Regions from separate parts of the Sus scrofa genome. Here region 2 is linked to region 1. The links are chromatin contacts, called in public Hi-C maps. All regions are on one chromosome and are shown on one strand. Each heading gives the region's core, a stretch centred on a gene start, on an enhancer-like site or on the middle of the called end of the contact. The rest is flanking DNA. Distances are from core to core; before and after follow the strand shown.

Region 1 (7,164 bases), core at 2,854-5,353:
GCTTTTTGACACTAATTTAATGTTAAATTAGTGTCTAAAAGCAGCTACTTAACATCTTTAGCAAGGTCCGTGGGAAGGGACCGAGGTATGGTTTCCCATTAAAAAGCAAAGACGGCAACTGCAATTTATTGCGAACAATATCATTCAAAGGAAAGCAGAGTGTATAAAATATTTAATATATCAGGTTACTGAACAGCCTCTTTTACAATAGAAACTGTCGCATGTGTATAATGGAAACCCTCCCACTGCGAAAGGAAGGTGGGTAACTGCGCTTTTAAAGCAGGTGTGAATTACCAGGTGCATGAATGACACCAAGGGCCCAGGGGAAAGCTTGGCTTTACCGCGAGGGCTCCTCACGCCCCCAATTAGTGGGTGGGAGTGGGGCTGGGACTGGCAACCTATTTCCAGAAAACTGAAGGCCATCTGCACGAGCCGGCAGCCAAGCAACCAGATGTTTGATATGGATTGGCTTCCACATCCGGCTGCTTGACCGAATTCCTCCCCTCTCCACCCAGATGTTTTGGAGACACGGACAGAGAACTTAATGAAGCTTGGCCAGGCACACAGAGGCAGGGGCGGTGATATCTCGGTGTCCTGCAGGGGGCGAAGGACCTCTGGTTTTTCTTCTGGTTGGTCACACATCCCAGCCGACGCTGAAGCCAGACCTGTGTCTCACCCTCGCTCCCTCGCTCTTGAATCACATCTGCGTGGGCGATGGGGAGGGTCAGGGAAGCAGGGAGTGGGTGCAGGTGGTGGTGAGGAGGCCCTTATCCACCTGCAGCTCCAGGTGGCTTGAAGAAGCCGTGGTCCCTATGTTGACGTTATGAAAACTTCAGAACCTCATTGCTTTATGCCCTTTGCCCCAGTGGACCCAAAGTTGTATCTGAGTGTTTTCTGACAAACATGGGTGTATGTGGGGAGCGGAGGGGACGTGAGAAGAGCCTCCTCTGTGGTCCTGCATTGAATGTCCCTGTGTCTGACTCAAGTCACATGTTTTCCCTCTGGCTCTTCAAAGAGTCATGTGCTCTTGTGTGTGTCATCTGGAAGCACCCCCTTTTTCTAGTGCCATACAACAGGACCTCCGAGGCCAACTGGGCGGGGGTGGGGAGCCCGTGGCAGAGCTCAGTCAGGGTCGATGCTCAGAGGTTAATTAATAAGGAATCACTAAGAGCCATTTTAGACCCATGTCATACAGGCCCATCATCCTCTGACCACGAACCCAAGAAAAGCGGAAGATGGGGTGTTTGTGTGTGTTCTCCACTGGATCATGTACGTATATAACAGATGGGTATGCAACAGGTGTGTCACAACTGACTTTTGCATTTTTAAATGGCGTCGCCCAACCCTGGTGGCCCACACTCAGGGTTTTTACAGTTTTCCAGTGCTTTATCCACTGGCCGGATGGGTTGGAGCTGCTTCTACTCTGTTCGTGTCTCCCTAGAAGTTTTAAGAAGGTGTGACTGGGTTTGAGAAAGGAGGAGGCCCTTGGCAGGAAGCCTACATAGACTTGCTGAGATTCCAGATCTTCCGATCAGAGCGCTTGGCTGCTGTGATTTTATGCACTGCAGTGAATGTGTACGGTCATTAACCAGCCCCAGACAGAAGAAAAAGTGATGGAGGCTCTTGAATTCTAAGGTGCCTGGCATCCCAGAGCATATAGTGATGTATTCTCTTTTCAGATGAGAAGAATCCCTGCAGATGGTTAAAGACTGGCCTTCAGTGTTGCTGATGTTGTCTTGCCTGAGAGCAGAGGCTATGGGACAACTGTAGAATTGAAGTCTATCCTAAAGACTGCTGTGTCTGGGGAGTTCCCATTGTGGCTCAGTGGGTGAAGAACCTGACATAGTGTGTGTGAGGATGCGGGTTTGATCCCTGAACTTGCTCAGTGGGTTAAGGAGCTGGTGTTACTACAAGTTGCAGCATAGGTTGCAGATGTAGCTTGGATCCACTGTTGCCATGGGTGTGGCATAGGCCTCACCCACAGCTCTGAGTTGACCCCTAGCCTGGGAATTTCCATATGCTGCAGGTGTGGCCATAAAAAAAGAAAAGAAAAAAAGACGAGTTTGTCTGGGCCAAGACAGAACAACGCACTAAGAGCAATCCAGGGATGGTGGGAGGTAAAGACCTTTATCCATTCAAAACAGATTCTTTGAAATAATATAAAAAAGCCTCTAAGCTTTGGGGAAGCAGAAACCTCATGATCTCCTAAGTTCACAAGTCCCATATATGTGTGTGGTTGGTGTGGCTCCCAATTGCCTTCAACAATGTGAACCCAGGCTGCCAGGTCAGCATTGCAGCTTTGATTTCGAATGTACATGTCTTTACCGGGTGAAAGATGACGTTTTTAGGAGCCCTTCCTTCTAGGATCCACCAATCACTGGGCAGGTGGATAATTCTCAGGTAGGGTAAAGGCACATGAACTTGCATCCTGAATGGCAGATGGTGGTGGGAGTGTTTGGGTGAGGGGACAGTGTCTTTAACCGAGAAGTGGGCAACCCAAGTGGGCTATGATAGGTTTTACCTGCTGGGCCTTGCCTCATGCTCCCAGCCACCTGAGTTTCAGGGCCCTGTCTCTGATCCTGCATGGGAGCATGCCAAGCCCCTCCCCTTTCTGAAATTGCCTTTACCACCTCTCAAGTTTTAATGATCTTGCATCCTGTTCAGTACTTTAGGATGCGACATCAACAGACAAACGGGAGCAGCAGAGACACATTTCCAAGAAGCTGGGGGGAGGGGGGCTTTTCTATTATACTGATTACATCCTCCTCCTTTGGCATGCCAGCTTTAGAAGCCAAGTCGAAGCCGGAATGAAGAGATAAATCAAAATACCCCGTCCCGGAGCCCTCAGGACACTGGGTCTGGCTTACATTTGGTCCTCTCTGTGGCGTCTGGGAGCAGCTTCTGCGAGGGTGTGTCCCAACTTCCACCAGCTGCCTTTGGAAGTCACGCTAAACGCCTATATAACATCAATTAGCGAAAATAAGGAAGAAATGGGAAATCCATACTTCTCTGGTCTTCCTCAGTTGATTCAGGTGGCGTTGATTTAACAGCTGATTTTGCTTTTATTTAGTTAAGGCAGCATTTAGGCCTTTTATGTGATCGTAAAGAAGAGAGGTTCGCACTGGGGTGTTGATCAGATCTCTTTGCCTTTGCTACCTCGCCCCTCCTTGGGCGCTGGCGAGAATTCTCGGTGCTTGAAACCTACGCGCTGCGGAGGCAACGCCTCGGGGGAGAGGGAGGGTGAAAGAAGGGGGCGGGCCTATTTAAATACAGACGAGACGCGCCTCTCTATTGGCCGCCGGCCTGCCCGTTACTCGGGAGGGCGGGGCGTCCCAGGGGCTGGAGTGCGGTACCTGAGCTAGACGCGCACCAGAAAGCCCACGTTGGCCGCTGCCGGCAGCACCGCGCTGGGAGGCGGGAGCCGGTGAAACCCCGCGCCGACTGCGCTGTCCTGAGCACGGGTCCGGTTGCCTCTCGTCCCTTCTGCGAGGGGGGTTTGCAGGGCAGCCCGGCGAACACCGAACGGAAAGCAAGAGCCTCACCGCCTCCGCCTGGGGAGTCGAGCGGCGCGTGGAGATTTTGAGCGAGAGCGGCAGTGCCCGAGGGCGGAGGGGCGCAGAGTTTGTGCGCGACTGGGAAGTTTCAGCCTCGCGGAGAAGGCTGGCATCTTGGGACGCCTTGTCGCCACGGCCCGGGCCCTACGGCGGGGTAAACTTCACCGCGGCCGCGCGAGTCGGGGCGAGGCGTGCGCGAGGATGATGACGGGTATCCCCCGCAGCTGGTGAGCGGCCCCGCTCCCCCGCCGTCCCGGGTCCCGCTCAGCCTCCCGGGAGGGCGCGAGGCAGCGCACGTGCGCGGGCAGCCAGACCCGAGAGAGACCGTGCCGTGACCCGCCCAGGGGCGGGGGCGCTGGCGGCAGCGCGGCCCCCACTCGGACGCACCTGGTCTGGACCGTCAGCCTCCGGAGATCTGCGCGGGAGTGCGGGGCTCCCCCTTCCTCTCCAGTGGTTCTCCCGGGGATCGCCCCCTTCGTCTCCCCTCCAGTCTGGGCATCTGGGGGCGCCCCAGACGACCATGAGAGATAAGGACTGAGGGCCAGGAAGGGGAAGCGAGCCCGCCGGGAGCTGGCGGGGGCTGTTCACGCCAAGGGCCACAGCGGCCGCGCTCCAGCCTCGCTCAGCCGCTGCACGCCTCGCGGGGCCCGCGGGGCCAGCCCGGCCGGGCGGGGATGCCGGGCCTGGGGCGGAGGGCGCAGTGGCTGTGCTGGTGGTGGGGGCTGCTGTGCAGCTGCTGCGGGCCACCGTCGCTGCGGCCGCCCCTGCCCGCCGCCGCCGCCGCCGCCGCCGGGGGGGCGCTGCTGGGGGACGGCGGGAGCCCGGGCCACGCGGAGCAGCCGCCCCCGCCGCAGACCTCTTCCTCCGGTTTCCTCTACCGGCGGCTCAAGACGCACGAGAAACGGGAGATGCAGAAGGAGATCCTCTCGGTGCTGGGGCTCCCGCACCGGCCCCGGCCCCTGCATGGCCTCCAGCAGCCGCAGCCCCCTGCGCTCCCGCAGCAGCAGCAGACTCACGGGGAGCCCCCGCCCGGGCGGCTGAAGTCTGCGCCCCTCTTCATGCTGGACCTGTACAACGCCCTGTCCGCCGACGACGAAGAGGACCTGGCTTCGGACAAGGAGATGGGGCAGCCCGGGCTGCGCGGAGGGACTGGCTCGTCCCCGCCTCGGCAGCCGCCCCCTCGCGCCGCGCATCCCCTCGGCAGCAGGAGCCTCCTGGCCGCCGGACCTGGTGGCAGCGCTTCCCCACTGACCAGCGCGCAGGAGAGCGCCTTCCTCAACGACGCCGACATGGTCATGAGCTTTGTGAACCTGGGTAAGGACTGGGGGTAGCGTAACGGCTGGAATATTCTCTCCTTTCCAGTCTCTCTGGCCCAGGGAGTGGGGTTGAGAGGGTGGAGAAGCCCCCTGGCTCGGGGGTCCGGGGTGGCGCGGCGGGAATGCGGGGACAGGCCGGCTGCCCTCCCGTCACCTGCGCTGCGGGAGCCGCAAGGGCACTCCCCGCGCGCCGGACCGGGCGGCGGGAGGCGGCCGGCAGACTGGGGCGCGTCTCGGTGACGGCCTGAGCGCGTCCCGCGCTTTCCCCACTAGTGCCCGGTTTGGGCCCCGTTCACTCTATTGTGGCAGAAAAATGGGGCAGGATTGGCTCCAGCTGGGAAGAAGGCTCTTCAACAACCTTCCCCTCTTGTTTTGTTCTGCATCCTCAACGCTCTGAGTGCCAGGGTTCCCACCGGGACTTTTAGGGAATCCGACAGCAGCTGAGTACTTTGGAAACTTGACATGACTGTGTTATTCGGTATCCACGGAATTGGGGGAGGAGGGTTGCAGAAGGAGGTCCCGAAAGGACCGCCAGTCCCAGCCAGGCGGGGCTCGCGCGGCTTTGAGGCCGGATCCCGAGCCCAGTTGGGGTAACCCACCCAGTACCCTCGCTCACTTGCTTTTGGCCAGCGCCCCAAGAGGCTGAACTTCTGATCGGTGCGGCTGAAGTTGCAAGAGCAGAGAAAGGGGGCGGGTGGGGGGCCGGGGTTGGGCCCTGAGCTGGTCTGAGCCGGTTGCCAGGCAACCAGAATGGAAATTCGAGGGCGGCTAAATCGGGCTCAGCCACAAATGTTCTGTGGCAAACCCGGACGGAGTCACTGAGCCTTTTCCCCCTAGAGTCGTCTCATCTGTAATTGAGAACCGTGTAAGGAAGGCCTTTTCCAGAGTCAGTGCCTCCAGTCTGCGCTGCTCTTCATTCATAAGCAGACTCAGCGTAGACAAAGCGGTGTAGGGAGCGCGTTCTCCGCTGGGAGGAATAGGGCGCAGAAGCCACGCGCGGAGTGGGTGCAGCAGCGCGGTGGGGTGGGTCTCCGCGGACTTCTTTCCGGTGGGCGACGTGTGGCCCTGTCCAGGCTCCAGAGTGGGTTAGCAGACACTGGCCAAAGTAGCACCCGCGTCTCCAAGACACGGTCGCAGACAGCCCTCTTTGAAGGACATGATTTACTTGAATGATTCCCGTGTGAAAGAATTTAAGTGAGTCCTTGACAAGTATGTCTAGGAAATGATCCTTAGCTCCACTGCTTTGGGGGAGGAAAGGAGGAGTGGGGGGCGAGGGGGGAGGTTGGGGAGGATGTGGAGCAGGGCGATTGGCATCCAAGTGGTGCAGAAATCCTCCTGGGAAACTCATGAAACAGACTGTCACAGGGAGTGGAGGCTCCAGGCCTGCCAGTCTTGTTCCTCCCAGTGCCAGGGGTTCTGATTGGACAGGAATCGTCACAGTTTATTGGGACCAAATCCAAGGCTGAGCCACCTCCAGGAAGCATTCTAAGGAAATTCTCATGCCAGTCAGTGAAGTTGGGCCTGGGGCAGGGACCAGTGCTTTTCCTTATTATAACATCTCTGCTGCTTCTGGCTCAGCAAATTCTACCTCGCGTGGGCTCCTTCATCGCCTCCCTGCCCCGTTTCCCGGCAGCCTTGGGGAAGGGTTTTATTATTCTGAGGGGTAGTCCCAACCTGGGCAAAGTGGGAAGAATGACCCTTTTGGCTCCTTCAGGGACAATCATATTACAGCCTCCGGAAAACAGGTCGAGGCTTTAGGCTTTTAGCCCTTGGCTGTCCATCAGCCTCACCTGGGGTGCTGGGCTGCTCCTGAGAACAGTTAAGTCAGAATCTGAGCAGGTGAGTTGCGGCTTTTTAAAATGAGTGCCTAAGGTTTTTCTAATAGGCTGCCATGGATAGTCATGAAGCACTGTCACAGGAGATCTCGATGTCGGAAAGAAATCAAATCATCTGAGAAAGCTATCAAGAGCTTCCTGATGTGGGTGGCTCCCAAACATGGCTGTACATAGAATCGCCGGGGGTGGGGGGGCGGGAGAAATTTTAAAGTCTAGATGCGGGAGTTCCTGTTGTGGCTCAGTGGTTAACGAATCTAAGAACCACGAGATTGTGGGTTCGATTCCTGGCCTTGCTTATTTAGTGGGTTAGGATCTGGCGTTGCCATCAGCTGTGGTGTAGGTCGCAGACTCGGCTCGGATCTGGTGTTGCTGTGGCTGTGGTGTAGGCCGGTGGCTACAGCTCCAATTAGACCCCTAGCCTGGGAAACTCCATATGCTGCAGAAGCAGCTCTGGAAAAG
Region 2 (7,164 bases), core at 3,477-5,976, 330 kb after region 1:
AGCCTCTAAAGGGAAGTCGCCATACCTTCAACACAGTGCGGATGTCGTCTTTGCTGGACTGCCCATCCACGCGCGTGACCCTGAACTCTAGCCACTGCTGCACCACTGCCTTTTCCTCTGCCGAGCTCCCCAGCAGATGCTCCTTGTTGGCCTGCTTGACCAGGTGAGCGGCTATGGTGGTCAACCCCGTCAGACTCGGACCACTGTTTGTTTGAAGAACTGGGATCTGAAAACAAAAACAACAACAAAAAAACAAGAGTTCTTCCGAGAAACTGGAAAAACAATTGCCACCGTGACTGTAAGGTCTAAGGAACCATGAAATAAACTGTTTTCTCAAATACTCTAAGATATTAAATTACATACCAACGAGGTCAGGAAAACAGCAGTTATCTGATTACCTTTGATAACAGATGCCTGCCAATGGGATACTAGTAATTACAGGTTAGTAATTATCAGCATAGTGTTTCTACATAATTTATAATTATGTATGTACAAAAAGAGAAAATGGAAATTCTAATAATACCGCATTAATTTCAATCCAGATTACCCATTCTCTCTTTTAGCAAGGTGAACGAACATACTTAAATAAGCCCAACTTCTGTAATAACAAAAATAAACAATTTTTTTTTTTTCTTTTTATGGCTGCTCCTGTGGCATATAGAAGTTCCTGGGCTAGGGGTCAAATCGGAGCTGTAGCTGCCGGCTACACCACAGCTGCAGCAACACCTGATCTGACCTGAGTTAGATCCTTAACCCACTAAGTGAGGCCACCAGGGATCGAAACCACATCCTCACAGAGACCACGTTGGGTCCTTAACCTGCTGAGCCACAACAGGAACTCCTAAATGTTCTTGACGCATAACTAAATGGAGCGTTTTGATAAATCTTAAAAGAAAATGTAGGAATTCCCTGGTGGCTCAGTGGGTTAGGGACGTGGCATTGTCACTGCGGTGGCTCAGGGCTGCTGCTGGGGTACGGGTTTGATCCCTGGCCGAGGAACTTCCACATGCCGTGGGTGCTGCAAAACAAAAAGAAAAGGGAGAAAGAAAAAAAATGCCAAGTATCACCAATGGGGAGACTATCCAATTATAAATAACAAGGATACGATCTAACCGGCCTCAGAAAACCAAGAGAATTATTCCCCAGGAAGATGGCTGCTCTTTTCACCATGAAAACAGTATCCGGAACTCAGACAGTTTTTTAATTTATTTTTTTCCTAGGGCCGCACCCGCAGCACGTGGAGGTTCCTAGGCTAGGGGTCGAATCCGAGCTGTAGCTGCCAGCCTACACCACAGCCCCAGCCATGCCAGATCCAAGCTGCGTCTGCAACCTACACCACAGCTCACGGCAACGCTGGATCTTTAACCCACTGCACAAGGCCAGGGATGGAACCCGCAACCTCATGGTTCCAAGTCGGATTCCTTAACCACTGAGCCACGACGGGAACGCCTCAGACAGTTATTTACACTGTGCAGGGCCCTCTCACACCCGGGCAACAGGAGCATGGGAGCTATATGGGGAGATTAACATTTTATGGATACAGATTCAAAGGTTACCTCCTAAAAGCTAAAGGAAGTAACTAAAGGTCGTCTCAGCTTTCCACTTCCTCACCAGCTACTTTCCATTCACTACGCAGCTCCCTCAACTCCCCAATAACTTCCTTAAAAAAAAAAAAAAAATGCATTAAAGGAAAACAAGATACAAGTCACTGGAGGGGCCGCCAATGTTCCATTCCTTGCCTGGGTGGGGACTCGCTTTACTGCAGGTGACTCACTGAGATGTGTGTGCTGAAGGAAGGAAAGCGCTCACAGGTGCTGAGTGAAGGGGAAAATGACAATTCTAAAGAGAATCACGTGTAAAAATAGATAAATTACCCACAACCCCATCACACTAACTCAAAAAACTCCCAGTTTCTTTCTTTCTGGCCATACCTGTGGCATATGGAAGTTCCCAGGCTAGGGGATGAATCAAAGCTGCAGCTGCCGGCCCACCCCACAGCCACAGCAAGGCCAGATCCCAGCGGTGTCTGCAACCTACACTGCAGCTCAGAGCAACACTGGATCCTGAACCTGCTGAACAAGGCCAGGGATCAAGCCAGCATCCTCATGGATACTAGCCGGGTTCTTAACCCAGAGTCACCACAGGAACTCCCGCAGTTACGTTCTCATCAAATCATGACATCTTCTGAGACAGGTAAGTGACTGCATCCTCAGTTCACAGACAAAGAACCAAGGCCACCAGGTTGGCAATGGTGGCATCAGGGTTTGCATAAAGCACCAGTGACCTGGAAGTTCATTCTCTTTCCTTTACACATCCTAAGCAGGCAGACCTTATGTAGTTGAGATCTTGAGACACACACACTATTTCACATTCATTTTAAGGTTCCATGGTCTTTAAAGCAATCACTTTCAATGGCTACATAAATAATATTCCAATGTGCTGATGCATCACAATTGAACAACCATTCTTCTAGAGCTGGATTCCTGGAGTGTTTTCAATTTTTTTTTTTTTCTTTTTTGGCCACCCTGCAGCCAGGGATCAGATCCAAGCCTCGGTAGTGACCCATGCTGCAGCTGTGGCAACACTGGATCCTTAAGCCACTGTGCTGGGCCAGGGATTGAATCTGCATCTCAGTGCTGCAGAGATGCTGCCAAACCCGTTGTGAAACAGCTAGAACTCCATTTTCAAATTTTAATTATTATTGATAGTATTGTGGAGAATGCCTTATTGCTGGCTTATTGCTGTCAGTTGTCTTCCCCTCAAATGAAGGAATCATATAGCCTCATCTCTTTTCCTAAACACATTAACAGAAACTTTCAATAGCCTCCCTCCGCTTAAGGAAAAAAAAAAAAGTGTTTTTTTGGTTTTTTTTGTTTGGTCTTTTGTCTTTTCTAGGGCCACACCCACAGCACCTGGAGGTTCCCAGGCTAGAGGCCCAATCAGAGCTGTAGCTGCCAGCCTACACCACAGCTCATGGCAACACCGGATCCTTAACCCACTGAGTGAGGCCAGGGATCGAATCCGCAACCTCATCGCTCCTAGTCAGATTCGTTAACCACTGAGCCACAACGGGAACTCCAAAAAAAAAAAAAAAAAAAAAAAAAAAAAAAGTTTTAATTCTAAACTCCACAGCCCTCAGCATAGGGCTCCGCACTATAATTCTGGGCTTGCTTCGCACTGCGTCATTCACGATCCTGTCCATCATACGTTCATCACACTGTTATCCCATCTACGTGTCATCCCAAATTACCCAACCTTTCATAGTTTATTCGTCTTACACATGTCAAACACGAGCTCTTCATGAAGTTTGCAAACCCATTTCTTTGGTTTTGTTTTGGTTTTTGGGTGCGCCCTGGCACTCAAAAGTTCCCAGGCCTGGGATGGAACCTGAGCCACAGCAGTGATGAGGCTGGATACCTAACTTCCAGAACACCAGGCAGTGGGTTCCTTAAAAAACAAAAACAAAAACAAAACAAAACAAAACAAAACCAGAACCAACTGGGAGTAGTGGCAGAGGGGAGGAATCAGCAGGAGGCCAGAGGAAAAAGCAAAAGCAGGCCAGTCTGGCTCCAGTGCCTACTCTGCACCACTTGGTGGGCTGCTCTTAGGTTAAGTCCTGCATCCTCTCCTTCAGTTTCACACTACAACACGACTGGAGTTCCTGCTGTGCCGCAGCGGGTTAAGGATCTGGTGGCGAGGTGAGGCACCTCCCTGGCTTGGGCACCTCCATATGCCACGGGTGCGGTCAGCAAAACAACTACAACACAACTGTTCTGGAGTCGAGATTTTAACAGGGATCAAATGAAGAACAGAAAAAGAAACAAGTATCATCTAGGAAAAAAAAAAAAAATCTCAAAGGAGCGAACCCCGTGTATATATCCAAAGTGGTCTTCCTACATTCTCCTCCTCCAATACATTCATTCCATCCCTCGCAAACGCCACCTTTATAAAACAGAAACGTCCTTAAGGCCCTTAGAAATCAGAATCCTTGTACCTTCCCAGGTAATCTCACTCCGCGGAACCTTCTCCCTCTCGCACGTTGCACATTTAATCTAAAAAGGCCTCAGAAAAGCTGAATCTCCCAGTTTGGGCCAATAGGTGATCTCCCGGCCATCTAGCTTCGATGCAGCACTTTTCGGGAGGGTGACAAGAATAGCTGCATCGTCTGTCCACCCAGCTGAAAACCAAGCTTCCTGAGCGGAGGGCACGTCCGCCGGGACCACTGCTGCATCCCCCAGTCCTGGCACTGTGTCCTTGGCACGCGGTTCGCTCGCAGCAGTTGCGTAATTCCAAACGAAAGGTACCATTACAGTGAACGCTCCGACTGAATGCACACGCGGGGCCTCCAGCCTGGCCTAAGGGCTCTCTGAGGACCCCCTCGCTTTCCCAGAACGGCATGATGACAACTTCGCAGGAGGAACGTTCAGGCCAAGCTCCTCCGGCAGCGAGGGCCGCAGGAGGAGACCGGGGGAAGCAGACACGTGGGGAGGTGAGGGCGGCAGCCTCACTCGCCGCCTCCGCCCGCCGGCCGGATCCTCCCCGGGCCCGGCAGGCCTCGCTCCCGCCCACCTCTCCCCCTCCGCGCCGCCTCCGCTTCTCACCTGGCGCTCGCCCTGGGCGCTGTATTTGTTCCCTTTACTCAGCCCCAGAGACTTCTCCAGCAGCGTCAACTCAGCGGCCGCCGCCATCTTCCGGCTCCGAGCTCTCGGCAGGGGCGGGACCAGGTCAGCAAGGATCTCCTGCACTGGCTGAGAGGGACGTCCCGTTCCCTCCAACGTCACCTTCTATTGGCTGAGCGTAGGGGGCGTGGAACGTGTTCCCGGCGAGGAGGCGGGACCAAGAGAGGGGGCGGGGCCTAAAGAGGGGTGCGTGACAGATGGGGAGGAGCTGGCAAACCTCCGCTCTCGGATCAGGATTGGCGGTGGAATTTAAATTTGAGGATTATGCAAAGGGCACTGTGGCTGTAGGGGTTCGATCCCTGACCGGGGAACTTCCACAAGCCAGGAGTGCGAGCACCTCTCCCCCAAAAAGGGGAGAGTTTGTATCAAGTGATTTGGGCAAGCCAAGGAAATCAGGTATCATTGGTTTTAATGATCTTTATTTACAATACCGCAAAGATATAATAATGATATAATTTATGTATATTATGTATATTTATGTATGATTTATATGTGATACAATTTATGTAGCTTTGGGTATCGAAATAAAAAATGCACATAACGTTTTCCCCCGAAGTTGCTAAATTCTTATATCTTCAAGGTATAAAATGGGTAGTACGTGTTCAACCCCAAAAGATTTCTGAAAAACAGTTTCCTCATTGAAGAACGAATAAACGATGTGTATTACTCTGAGAGAAATGGAAAAGAAATACAAGATAGTTCATCACTAAGTCAGAAACATAGACGTTTAGTGGGGAACTAAGCTTCTCTACCCTAAAATACTTAAATTAATTCTGGCAGTGGAAAGAAATGTAAGAAAAAGAAAATTTGGCCAAATCAACATAAACAAAATACAAAGGGAATTCCAGTGCAAGTGGATTGTTGTGCATGAATTATCTATTTATTTTCCTTATATAGAGAATTGAATGACTATTTCACTAGTTCCCAAAAGGCCAAGATGAGAGAATTCACTCATCTATTTTCAGTGTTTAGGTACACATTTTACTTGTAATAAAATATTTAAAACATTTGTAGTTATCTAATTCCAATGGGTGGTATATTTAAAATAAGGCTTGGCCTAAATTACTCAAACTGAGGTTTGATTTGAATTCCAGTAAAAATTATTTCAAATCAAATGAAAAGACATGCACCCAAATGTGAAAATGATAACTGGGGGAGTAAATGGGTGGAAAATCAATTTTTAAAGTTATTATTTATTATTTTGGGGCTGTGTCCATGGCATACGGAAGTTCCCAGGCCCTGGATTGAACCCAAGCCACAGCAGTGACAATGGCACATCCTTAACCTGCTAGGCTACCAGGAGACTCCTGAAACACTTTAAATACGTTCAAAGTTATGAGCTCATAATGACATTAAAAAACAAGAACAAAATTCTAGAGAACCCATTCATTATTTTGAAAGGTGATAAATAATGGAAACAAAGTTACTTTTTTAAGATTATCCTATAGCTACTGTATCTCAGGGAAACCAAGTACTGATGAGGGGAAACTTTCTCTTTATAGAAGTGTTCCAGCGAATAAATGAAGATAAAAGAATAGAAAATCATTGTTCTGCACCCTCCAATGAAATCAAGGATCTGGGCAATGATTATCAATAACTTCACATCCTACAAATAGAGGCAAAGAGACAGAATGAGCTTCTGAGAAAGGTACCTATCATCACCTAGAAAGTAGCCTTTCCAGCTGAGTCTGAAGCTGATCAAGCCTTTTGATCTAATAACCAGTTCACAGGAAGTAACAGGGGGAAAGAGGAACAAGTTAGGTGAGACCGTAGAGATGCAATCAGCAAATTCTAGATCACGGAAAACTCTATAGGACAAATGATCTGACTGTTTCAATAAATAACCTGTGAAGGGAAAAGATAAGACAAAGGGGAGATGGAACCCATACATCTAAAGAATTATGAGGACATATCAATTAATTACAATGTATGTATCTTTTTTGCAAGCCTAATTCTTACAACAGCAACAAAACTTAAATAAGACAAACACTGATGGTTGGACATGACAGTGACAGATGTCTATGACACTCCCTTGTAGATGCCAGGGAGAGTAAATTAACTTGCCCAAACTGACATAGCTAATAGATCTGTGCATGAGTCACCTGGGGCATCTAAAAAATGCAGATGGCGTGCCATACTCCTAGAGATCCTGATTTGGTTTGTCTGGGGTGGGAGCAGGCTTTGGTATTTTAAAATATCCCCCCCCCATTTTAACATCCAGCCAGGGTTGAGAACCTCTTTAATACATGGAGATTGTGAATTTCAGGTCAATTTTCTGGTTCTGAAGCCCACACTGTTCTAACTCCCTACAGCCTCCTTTCCCTGTTTTTATGGCGAACTGATGCGTGTTCCACTTCACTCAATATCAGGCATAAGAATGAGGAGACAAGTTGTATTTTCTACCATAGTCAGTAAGTGTATCTTTCAAGGATCCACATATTTGACTTGGAGATATCCATGTGAAGACCGCCTTGCCCATCATAAA

What was found. A called contact is a pair of places that touch in the nucleus more often than the background predicts.
Region 2: a contact with region 1 is called in a Hi-C map of heart right ventricle, with 4 times the contacts expected there. The contact joins the promoter of EEF1E1 here to the promoter of BMP6 in region 1. A contact is called at or near these places in 2 of 47 Hi-C or Micro-C datasets (heart right ventricle and liver).

What each region holds. Positions count from the first base shown.
Region 1 is chr7:5,054,714-5,061,877 of Sscrofa11.1, forward strand. It overlaps BMP6 (bone morphogenetic protein 6), which reads left to right and starts at 4,104. Exons shown (of 7, transcript NM_001168001.1): 1 at 4,104-4,868. The coding sequence starts at 4,229.
Region 2 is chr7:5,385,907-5,393,070 of Sscrofa11.1, forward strand. It overlaps EEF1E1 (eukaryotic translation elongation factor 1 epsilon 1), which reads right to left and starts at 4,727. Exons shown (of 4, transcript NM_001243545.1): 1 at 4,602-4,727; 2 at 26-226. The coding sequence starts at 4,688.